2 separate regions of the Sus scrofa genome follow, and region 1 is linked to region 2. A link is a contact called in public HiChIP or PLAC-seq data. All regions are on one chromosome and are shown on one strand. The core of a region is the stretch at or near the end of the contact, and the rest is flanking DNA. Distances in the headings are between cores, read along the strand shown.

What was found. HiChIP or PLAC-seq counts read pairs in DNA pulled down with a chosen protein or histone mark.
Region 1: an H3K27ac HiChIP or PLAC-seq map of alveolar macrophages shows a contact between it and region 2. The contact joins the promoter of PPP6C here to the promoter of ARPC5L in region 2. A contact is called at or near these places in 3 of 5 promoter capture datasets (fetal liver, fetal skeletal muscle and liver) and 1 of 2 datasets of contacts at active chromatin or transcription factors (alveolar macrophages).

The regions. Positions count from the first base shown.
Region 1 is chr1:265,895,113-265,900,500 of Sscrofa11.1, reverse strand. It overlaps PPP6C (protein phosphatase 6 catalytic subunit), which reads left to right and starts at 2,355. Exons shown (of 7, transcript NM_001244404.1): 1 at 2,355-2,527. The coding sequence starts at 2,453. It also overlaps a transcript of RABEPK not described here.
Region 2 is chr1:265,643,949-265,649,316 of Sscrofa11.1, reverse strand. ARPC5L (actin related protein 2/3 complex subunit 5 like) reads right to left here and starts at 3,517. Exons shown (of 4, transcript NM_001185134.1): 1 at 3,369-3,517. The coding sequence starts at 3,517.

The sequences.
Region 1 (5,388 bases), core at 1,106-3,605, 250 kb before region 2:
AGCTCACGGCAATGCTGGATCCTTAACCCACTGAGCAAGGGCAGGGATCAAACCCGAAACCTCATGGTTCCTAGTCGGATTTGTTAACCACTGTGCCACGACAGGAACTCCCTGAAACAGTTTCATATGTGCATAATAGCTGGAAGAATAATAGAGAATTTCACCTAGAGATCTCAATAAAGTTTAGCCAAATGTTGGCAAAATACACTTTAGATCAAAAGGATCCAGTCCAGGGTTACTTGAACAAATATTTACTGAGACCTGCTACTATTGGATTACATAACTGTCTCCTAACACTTTTCAGCTGCAATTATTGCCTCCTATAGTCTTTTTAATTTTTTTTTTCTTTTTTGGTGGCCCCAAGAGATATGGAGTTCCCAGGCTAGGGATCAGATTGCAGCCACAGTTGAACCCTATACTGCCACAGCTGCAGCAATGCTGGATCCTTTAACCCACTGTGCCTGGCTGGGGATTGAACCTGCTGTCCTGGTGCTGCAGAGATGAGGCCAGATCCCAGTGGGAACCCCACCTCCTACAGTTTTATACAGTAGTTGGATCTAAAACGAGTTAGATCACATTACTTCTCTGCTCAAAACCCTGCAATAATTCTCGTTATATCAAAAGTAAAAATTGACGTTCTTTTCTTTCATCTTCTCTCCTACTTCTCTCCCCTTGATCCAATTACACTTTGCCATTTCCCAAAGATTCTAGACACGCTTTAATCTTAGGGCCTCTTCAACAGCTCATCTATAATTTTCCCCAAGTAACTGCACGGCTAACTCATCCACCTCTCTCTCTCTCTCTTTTTTTTTTTTTTTTTTTTTTTTTGTCTTTTTGCCTTTTTCCAGGGCTGGCTCCCACGGCATGTGGAGGTTCCCAGGCTAGGAGTCTAATTGGAGCTATAGCTGCTGGCCTACACCACAGCCACAGCAACACAGGATCCGAGCCCCATCTGCAACCTACATCACAGCTCACGGCAATGCCGCATCTTTAACCCACTGAGCAAGGCCAGGGATTGAACCTGCAACATCATGTTCCTAGTTGGATTCGTTAACCACTGAGCCATGATGGGAACTCCTCATCCACCTCTTTATTGATTCTTAAATATGCATTGCTAGAACTCCCTTACTCGGCTTTTTTTTTTTTTTTCCCCAGCACCTACCACTTTCTAATATACTCTACGGTTATTTACTATAGTTATTATTTACTGTCTCCTTTACTAGAATATAGCTACAGTTAGAGGATAGGGATCTTTGTTTTGCCTGCTGAATACCCCAAGCATAACTGTACTTGGCATTTAGTTAAGTGTTCAATTAATAGCTGTTGAGTGGGAGTTCCTGTGTGGCTCAGCCTAGGGTAAGGAACTCAACTAGTATCCATGAGGATGCAGAATTGATCCCTGGCCTCGCTCAGTGGGTTAAGGATCTGGCATTGCCCTGAGCCCTGGTGTAGGTCGAAAATGTGGCTGGGATCCCAAGTGGCTGTGAGGTAGGCCGGCAGCTGCAGCTCTGATTTGACCCCTAGCCTGGCAACTTCCATATGCCAAAGGTGAGGCCCTAAAAAAAAAGAAAAAGAAAAAGAAAAAGAAAAAAAGCTGTTGAGTGAAGAAATGTTGAAAGTATACTAAGTGCCAGGCTCTGTTTTTGGTGCTGAGAGTACAACAACAACAAAAAACCTCTCAGCTCTCGTGGGACTGAAGTAGACTTAAACCAACCAGACCTATTCCAATCTTGGCTTCCCGACTATTCCCTATTGAGATCAGATTAAGAGTTACATAACCTCTCTGAGCCTTCCTTTCCTATCACTTGTTATGAGGATTACACGGAAAAACAGCATTTGTATAACGATTAGCATAAGAAGTGCTTAGTATTTGGTCCTTTTCTTTCCAGCCTGGAAAGTTGGTAACCTATCTGTCAAGGGTTCAGCCAAGGTTTTCACAGGGCCTTGGAAAGGTGCGAATAGGTTGCTACGATGGCCAGGCTTATCCAATTTTTAACTGAAGACATTCTGGTGAGAGAATGCTTAAGAAGGTCGGCGTGAGAAACTAGGGAATGGCTAGGTAGAGTCACCTACTTCGCTGTTTTGTACCGGAAAAGCCTCGCTGGGTTCCGCAGAGGTGAAAGTCCAGAGGAAGAAAAGAAAAAGAAGACTGTTTGGTACTTTGGAAAACTACAAATCCCAGCAACCCCCGCGGCAGACCACTAAGGGTCTCAGCCGGTCTTGCTCTATGCAAACTGGGGGCCTCTAAGGGCCCGCAACCTGGTTTTAGCCGGCGAGGGCGTGGGGCGTGCCAAGGCAGCGGGGAAAATCGGGTCAAACTTTACGCCGCTGCGCAGACGCCTCTCACAGGCCGGATGTGACGTAGGGAGGGTTCCGGCTTCGGCCTCCGCCGCTGCCGCAGCTAGTAAAGCCGCCGATATCGCCGCCGCTGTCGGGGCTTGTTATTTCTAAAATGGCGCCCCTGGACTTGGACAAGTATGTGGAGATAGCGCGTCTATGCAAGTACCTGCCCGAGAACGACCTGAAGGTGAGCCCGGCCGAGGCGGGAACGCTGCTTTCGGGGCTTGTCCCTTCCGGCAGTGGGGCGCCCGCCGGCCCGCCCTTCCTCTCTCCGCGGGACCCCCGGCGGGATCCTGTCCCGTCACGGTGGAAGGCCTAAAGCGGTGCAGAGGGACCCGGTCCGACTGGACGTCACGCGGGGAGAGGAGGGGAGCCCGAGTCTGCCGAATGCTGTCCCGGTTCCCTCCGCGGGGTTCCCGAGGGATGTGTCACGGCCTCTGCCCCAGAGTTGCCGCTCCTGGCCTTGGGGCTGCCCCAGGGCACCGAGCCCTAACAGCTTTGCTTGCAAGACCCCCTTTCCTTCAGCTCGACCCCCGGTCTTCCGGAGTCCGAGCCGGGCCCCCGCGGGGAGTGGCCTGGGTTCATTCCTCCAGGAGCGGGACGGGAACGCGGGGTGCCGGCGTCTGACAGGAGATGCCGCCGGCCGCCGGCACGCGGCCCCAGTGTGTTTCTTTCCCTGAGAAATGAGGGTGGGAAAGGGCTGATGGGGGTCCGAGCGGTTTGATGGTGATGCGAGAGGACGTCAAGTCGTCCCTCTTCCGGACCGCTCACTTCTCCCGGTTGCTTTTTAGGAGTGTTGGTCTTCTTTCGCTAATTACAATATGACCCTGTTTTCGAGTACACTGTTGAGCTAATTTATGTGCATAAAGTAGTGGGCTCTCGATAAATATACTTTTCTGTCCTTTAAGGTGTTTCCCCCAAGTCCCTTCTTAGCTCTTTTCGTTTTCTTGGTTTTTCAAAGGAGATGAGTCGTTCCTTGTACTGCCGAGTCCGGGTAACAATAAATGTGTGTTTGGGTAAAGAAATGAGTGGAAGAATAAAGAGAGATAAGTCTTTGGGATACTGCTTTTTAGACAGGTGTTGCAATGCGTTTGTTAAAACCAGTGCTCAAGCGTCTAGCAGTGTTTGAGCCATTAGTACTAGCGCATGTTTTATGTGTTAAGCTAACCTTGATTTGATGTGTGGAGCATGCACAAACTGTTGATACTTTTGAGTCCTTTTTATTCTTGAAGCTCTGGGTTTAACGTAATTTATTATTGTCCATTAACTTTTTTTCCCCTTAAGGAAGATATTACTGGTTTTTTCTTTTCCTCATAGATACTGGTCGGCTTCGTTATCACTGAGCCATAGCGGGAACTCCCTTGGATTTTCTTTCGACTTCTTAGTTTGATAAACATTAAGTTTCCTTCCCAACCTAAGAAAATATAGTTTTTAAACCATATCATTTCTCTTTGCAACACAGTTGGACTGCACTTAGTGTGTATCTGTTCTTCCCCCCCGCCCCCCCCCCCCCCCGGCCAACTACTAGAAAAAAAAGAGTTCTGATTTTTTTCTATGTAAGTGGAGGCTTCTCTTCTTTGTCTTGGAAATGTTTTTATCAGATTAATTTTCTTGTACTGCATCTCTTGTGTATTTAAAGAAATTTAATTTTATACCTCTTGGCATGAAGTACAAACTAAAATTAAGCCTGCCAAGAAAGTATTCCAGGAGCACTTTTTCTGAGGCGTTAAAGCCAAAGTAAAATATTCCATCAAAGGAACGAAATAAATAATTGGGGCCACTTAATGATCATCATGGAAAAAGATTTGTTCTGGTAGAAAAAGACAGAAATTTACCTGTGTTTTAAATTTAGTTGGAGGTACTAAATGAAATAAATGCGGGGAGTTCCTGTTGTGGCTCTGTGCAAACGAATCTTATTAGCATCCATGAGGACAAAGGTTCGATCCCTGGCCTCGCTCGGTGGGTTAAGGATCTGGTGTTGTCATGAGCTGTGGTGTAGGTTACAGATGTGGCTTGGACCTCACGTTGCTGTGGCTGTGGCATAGGCCAGTGGCTGCAGCTCCTGTTCGACCCTTAGCCTAGGGACCTCCATATGCTGCGGGTGCGGCTCTAAAAAAAGAAATGCGTAGGATGTTCCAGATCTAATCATGAAATCTCTATATTTAAATTGGAAGTGGTTAGATTGCTAGTCCTTGAACAAATCTACTTAACTGTTTTGAAGGAATAAGGATGATATGTGCAAGTGAGTGGACCAAAGCATAATCTTTCTTAAAAAAGACTTCATGTGATTCTCATCCACGGTAAATATCTCACAGTGTATCATAGAAGGTGTAGATTCCATTTGTGGCCAGTTGGAAGAATGAATGATAAAATGCAGGTTTATTGAATATTTAGACTTTAGAATTTTGGCAGAGGAGAGATTCTATGACTTGGAGATTGTCTGATCTCTCTGACAGTTCTCAAAGGTGCCGCGTAAGTAAAGAAGTTGCACACTGAGTTGGTGTTCATTTTTTTTTACTGAAGAACTGAAGATGGTTTCTGTGGTAGGAGTTTGGAGAATATTAGTGTCTATCTCATGTAATACAGGGAAAAATAACCACCTTTATGGATAATAGTTAATGTAATCTTTTGGAGACTCACTTTTATGTTTAGTTTGAGCCATCTCTGAGTTTTTCATATAAGGCCACCTGCTCTGCAAAGTCATACCTGTTTGAAGTGCCTTCGTAAAGCTTCAAAGAATCCTCCCTTGCTGTTTTCTGAGATTTGATGAACTACTATCTCACCTCCTTATTCAGCCTCTATCTGATCTTATAGATTCTTATATATGGTAGACGTGATCATTCCAGACTTAAAGTCTTCTAGTCTTGTCATTCACCTTATTGCCTGTCTTTTTGATCGTTCTGTTTACCTGAGTTATTTAGTTCTGTATATTATCTTTCTTAAGGTATTTCAAGGAAAATCGAAGACAGTACAGCAGTTAGGGACACAGCGTGGCTTTATGTATGGCTAGAATACAGTGTTGTGCAGATTTTTATACCTTAGCATAAA
Region 2 (5,368 bases), core at 2,268-4,767:
GTCCCCAAAGGTGACACCTATTTTAAACTGAATTACATCAGCTGACTTTCATTTCCTCATCTGAAACACTGGCTTCAGCCAAAAGGCTTCAAAAATAGAACAAGAAATGGCTTCTACCCAATCGGGGTCTCTCCTCCTCTTCCTGCAGCGATACCCACGTGTGAACAGACAGCCTCCCTAGCAAAGCTGAGTCCCTGGTCTTCCCTAGTGAGGCCTCCATCTTGACTGAGCCGGGTCCATACAGCCAGGGAGCCACCCCTGCGGGCTCCCTAGCACCCTGCTGGGCTCTGACCTACCTTCCAATTTGAGGCAGCCCACTCTCCCACACCCCCCATATCTGTCAGCTTTGGAATTCCTTTTTCCCAGCCAGGTGAGGGCCAGCCTGATACCAGCCACTTATAACTTCTACCTCAGAACTCTTTTCTAATTTGGCATCCCAGAGCAATGAGCAGAGTCCCAGAGCCTTAAGAGGAAACGTGGGCTGGCACTCTTCACTAACCAGCATGGCTGGGAAACAAAATATTTCAGAAGATGAATGGATAAGGGTAGGATAACCAGTCCAGGGGGCAAAAAGAGTCACTGCTCTAGAGTTAATCTCGCTGTGGTGCCTGTCTACCAAGCATTCACTGCAGGTGTTGACAGGCAGGGCCACCAGCGGCTGAGGGGTCTGGGGAGCGAGGAGGGGCCTACCATTTATCAAGCCGGCCTCCAGACTCAGCACCTAGTCACCTGTAGATCAGGGTTTCTCAACCACAGCACTGCTGACATTTTAGACCAGATGACTGATGTAGGGTCTACCCTGTGCATCATACAATTTACCAGCATCCCTGGCCTCTCTGCACTGGATCCCAGTAGCACCCCCCAAGTTGTAACGATCAAAATATGTCCAAAAATAGACAAATTTCTTTAGGGGGAGGAGAGTGCAAAATCACTCAAAACCACTGCTCTTGCCAGATTCCCGCTCCAAGGGACCAAAAGGTACCTCAGCAAGCAAGAAAAGGATCTAGTGCTTAAAAATCCCTACAAGGGCTCAGAGCCTGTGCCCAGGTGTTTTCACATGTAATCTCATCCCTGCTAACAGTTCTTTGTGACAAGAGTGATTATTCTGATTTTAAAGGCAATGAATCTGAGGCTCAAAGAAGGAAAATGACCTGCCCAGGGTCACAAAGCTAAGCTGTCCAGGTGGCCTTCAAACCCAAGTATGCCTGATTCCAAAGCCAAGCTCTTTCTACAACCTCTGGCTGCCACGCCACGCACAGACCCTAGGTGCACATCCAGGACACTTGCTGTGTGTCCAGCCCTGTGCTGAAGCCTTCTGGCATGTTGTCCGGTGATGCCGCTGTTGAACCTGTAAGCCAAGCTTGGTTCTCCTCCCTTTCACAGAGGTAGATGCCGAGGGTCACAGAGCGAATGAGATCTGCTCAAAGTCACAGAGCCAGAGCATGACTGAGCTGGGTGTGTGCGGATGTGCAGCCCATGCTCCATTTCATCTGTGTGATCTCCCATCACCACAGGCCTCCCTCTACGCACTAGGACAGGCTTACTCCCCACACCCCCGTCCCCCATCAACGCCTATCCCTACTCCCCTTGCTCTGTCCTAAGACTCCTAGAAACCTGTTCTATAGTTTATTAATCTAATGTAAATCCAATACCTGGCACACGGTAAGGACTCAGCAAATATTAGTTCCTTCCTCCTCCCTTCCCGGCCCTACATTTGCCAGGATTTCCGTTCTCATCTGCTAACCTCCCTTTCCCCAATCCCAAGAAGTACATCCTCCGTGGTAACCAGGTTTCTGACACTGCCATTAGTGAAGAAACTACCATCCCCTGCCTCCAAGCAGCCTCAAGGAACCTATCACATCAGAAGCATAACCAAGACATGACCTTTGATAAGTCCCTACAGCACCAGGACGAAGACAGCAGATAAACAGGCCTTGTTCTCCCCTTCTGTGGATGGTCTGAGCCACAGGCCTGACTCTGGAGCCCTTTCGGCAATGCCTGCCCACAGGCCAGGTTCTGCACCAGACTGCAGAATCAAGGTTCCCTCATGGGTACCTTCTCATAACTCCATTTCACCAATGGGGTAAGAAAGGTGATCCTGATGGGGCAGGAAATCCAAGTTTGAATCCCCATCTTTGAAAACACATTTGTTCAAACAAAAAATGTCTGAAGGTTTTTGTTTCAAGGCCCACTGGAGGAACACTGCAGGACTCCTCCCAAAGGCAGTCAAATGGGTTCGACTTGCCAAGCTGAGTCAAATGATTAAACACCCAGAACCTGATTTATATACAGTACAGCCTGAGCCTCCAACCTTGCCCTGGCAAGTGCGGGGGAGGGGTGGGCACTTCCTGTAACACTATTTGAATAAAGAAAAATCCTTCCTGTGAGAATAAGTCAGTTTCCTGTGCTCAAACTGCTAAGCGACCAAGCAGGCTGTGACAACCACCTCTATTTTTAATCTTGTTTTCTAAATGCTTGTTTTCTGTGACCACAGAAGACTCATTTCCAGTCGTGGGGCTCTACTTTTACATCTCACTTTACGTTGCCTGGTTTTTCTTAGCTCTAAACTACTAGTTTTTTCCACTGCTTTCTGAACAAGAAGGCTATTGGGGGGAAGGAGCCAAGACTCACTTGTTGAAAGTGGCTAAGACCATGGAGGTCCAAAGCCCAACGGTTGTAGGAAAGTACGAAGAGGTGAGAAAGAGGGGCATCAAGCTGGAACGTTCAGAACGATTCTGGGATGGGAGATGGAATCGCAGACCTCAGGGCCGGACTAAGGCTAAGGCTGCAGCCTTCGCTCCCACGTGGGTCCTTTCTTCCCCGAAGCCACCCACCCACCTATTTTCATGTGGTGCTGCAATCCAGCCCGAGAGGACTGTGTCTGGGAGCCGCCCTGGCCTCTCAATTACTCAGCGGTAGCTCACCTTGGCCCCTCCCGCCGATCAAGCCCGAGAATGGCCCTGTTTCCTGCCTGGGAGAGATGGAGTGACAGGGCACCCAAGGAAGGGCCAGCCTGAGAGGGATGAGGAGGCAAGGGGGAGGAAAGAGGAGAGGCCTCGCAGAGGAGGGGCCAGCCGAGCCAGACGCCAGTCCGGCATGCTGCTGGGGCCGCCGAGCAAGCCGGCCCACCAGGATACAGGGGCTCCAGGGGTCCGGGCCGGGGACAAGGGAAGTAGAGAGGCCGGGTGAGAGAAGTGGGGATGCCTGGTCCGAGGGGAGCTGGATCGGTAGGGAGCTGAGAGACTGACCTGAGGGAACCACGGATGAGAGAACTGGGGAGGTCGGCCTGAAGGGCCGGAGCCGGGGATGAGGGGAGTGGGAAGGCCAGGCCAAAGGGGAGCCCAGGCCGCCGCGCTGGGGAAGGATATTGCCGCAGGAGCCCGTCCACTTCGCTAGGGTCCGGGCCTGGCTCGGCCGCCGCCGCCGCCGCCTCCTCCTGCTCGTCCACGAATTTGTTCTCATCAAATTCATCGATGTCCACTCGACGGAAGCGCGAGGACAATGTGTTCCGGGCCATGGCGGGGGCTCGGCGCCCGCTCAGCCAGCTCCTCTCCGGGGCAGACCTCCACTCCACTCCGCTCGGAACCGGCTCCGGCTCGGGGGCGGGAAGCGGCGACCCGGCACCTCCTCCACCTCCTCCGCGCGCAGCCGCAGCTGCCCGCCCACTTCCGGGCCACGCCGGAACCGGAAGTGCCGGTAGGAGGGATGGGCGGGGTGTGGCGGGAAGCGCCGAGAAGCTGTTCTGGAAGACGGCCTTGTGACTCTCTCCGGGACTCCTATCTTCGTGTAGCCTAAGTCTTCCTGACTGGGAAACAGGCGCCCAATCCCGCGAAGGCTCAGCACCTGGGCGGCGCCATAACTGCACTCTTCTTCGGCTTCGTTCCTGCACCGGAGGAGCCCCTGGCTCTGGAAGGGGCGAGGGCGTGCATGGTCGGGGACTCTGGGTGTCATCACTGTCCAGATTGAGGGGGCATGGGTCACCGGGAGAAGAGACCCAGCGCTGCCTGCCGAGTGCTGGATAGGTTTCTTGGAGAAGAAACCTATCCAGCTGAGGCCTGAAGGATGAGTAGTAGTTCTTGTGCCCAGGGAGTGACGTAGGGTTAGGAGAACGTATGGTCTCAGATTTTAGGAGTTTCGGACGCTACCTTACTGAGCTTAGAGGAGGTTGCTTTTGCCTTACTGTTGTAGTGACTCTTGTTAATGTACTGGGAGATTTTAAAGACGTTTAAAGTGTGTCCAGGGTGCTGACAAGACAGTGAAGGCATTTGGACCTCAGTATTCTGAGCCCTGCGCGTGAAGCAGTCACCTTGACCGAGGGGGAGGTGGGCAGGGATAGGGAGATGGCCCAGTGGCCACCCTTCTTGCGGAGGGCGAGGTCTTGGGGCCTGAGAAGTCTTGTCTGGCTGGAGCAGTAAGGGTCTCCCCAGTCTGAGATGGGGAAGGTTGAGCAGAGCACAAATACGGCAGAGTCAAGTGCTACTCTGTGGTGCGTGGGCTGTTGCTTGAGGGGTTCTGTTAATGAGCCTTAGCCTTAGACTACATTGGGTCTTCGTTTTCATATGATAGTACTCTTTTTTAATGAAGACCTGTAGTTAGTGAAATGACCCGTTTCATTGCTTCAAATACTTCTCATGAACTGTCTCTACAGATCAAAAAATTTTGCCAGACTAGGATGCTATCTAGGGTGTTAAAGACAGACTCCAACAGGAGTTCCCTGGTAGCTCAATGGGTTAAGGATCCAGCAGTCTTACTCCTGTGGCAAGGCTTCTATCCCTGGCCTGGGTACTTCCGCATGCAAAACAACAGCAAAAGACTCCTACAGTGGGATAGGTGCTGAATAAAAGTCCCAGGGGTCCTGGAAAACTTGCCTTTCAGCTCCATACCTTGAAAGAAATCTGTGTGACTCAGGCCACAATACAGCAGAAATTCATATTCCCAGAACATCCTGATCAGAAGGAACTTTAAGCCAGAAATGCTCACTTTTACAAGTAAGGAAAAAGCCCCCAAATAAACTGGTGAATGAAATAATGTCACTGGTTATGATCGTGGATTTCCATTCCAGTCAGGGAGGCAGAATTTTCAAAATCCATAGGATTCTATGTCAGGGATAACTGGTTGCTGAGGGGAAAAAAAAAAACCATGCAGTTCCTGAGAATACCTTAATGGTCAAGAGGTGGCCCTGAGGAGGTGACACTTAACAGGGACCTGAAGGAAGTTAAGGAGGGAGCCAAGCAAAGGTTCAAAGGCAGGGCAAGCTTGGTGTATTCCAGAAACAGTAAAGCCACACTGGAGCAGAAGAGGGAGAAGAAATGAGATGGAAGGGAGGTGGGGGCAGGAGCTGCTGTAGGGTGAGGCTTTGTAGGCTGAA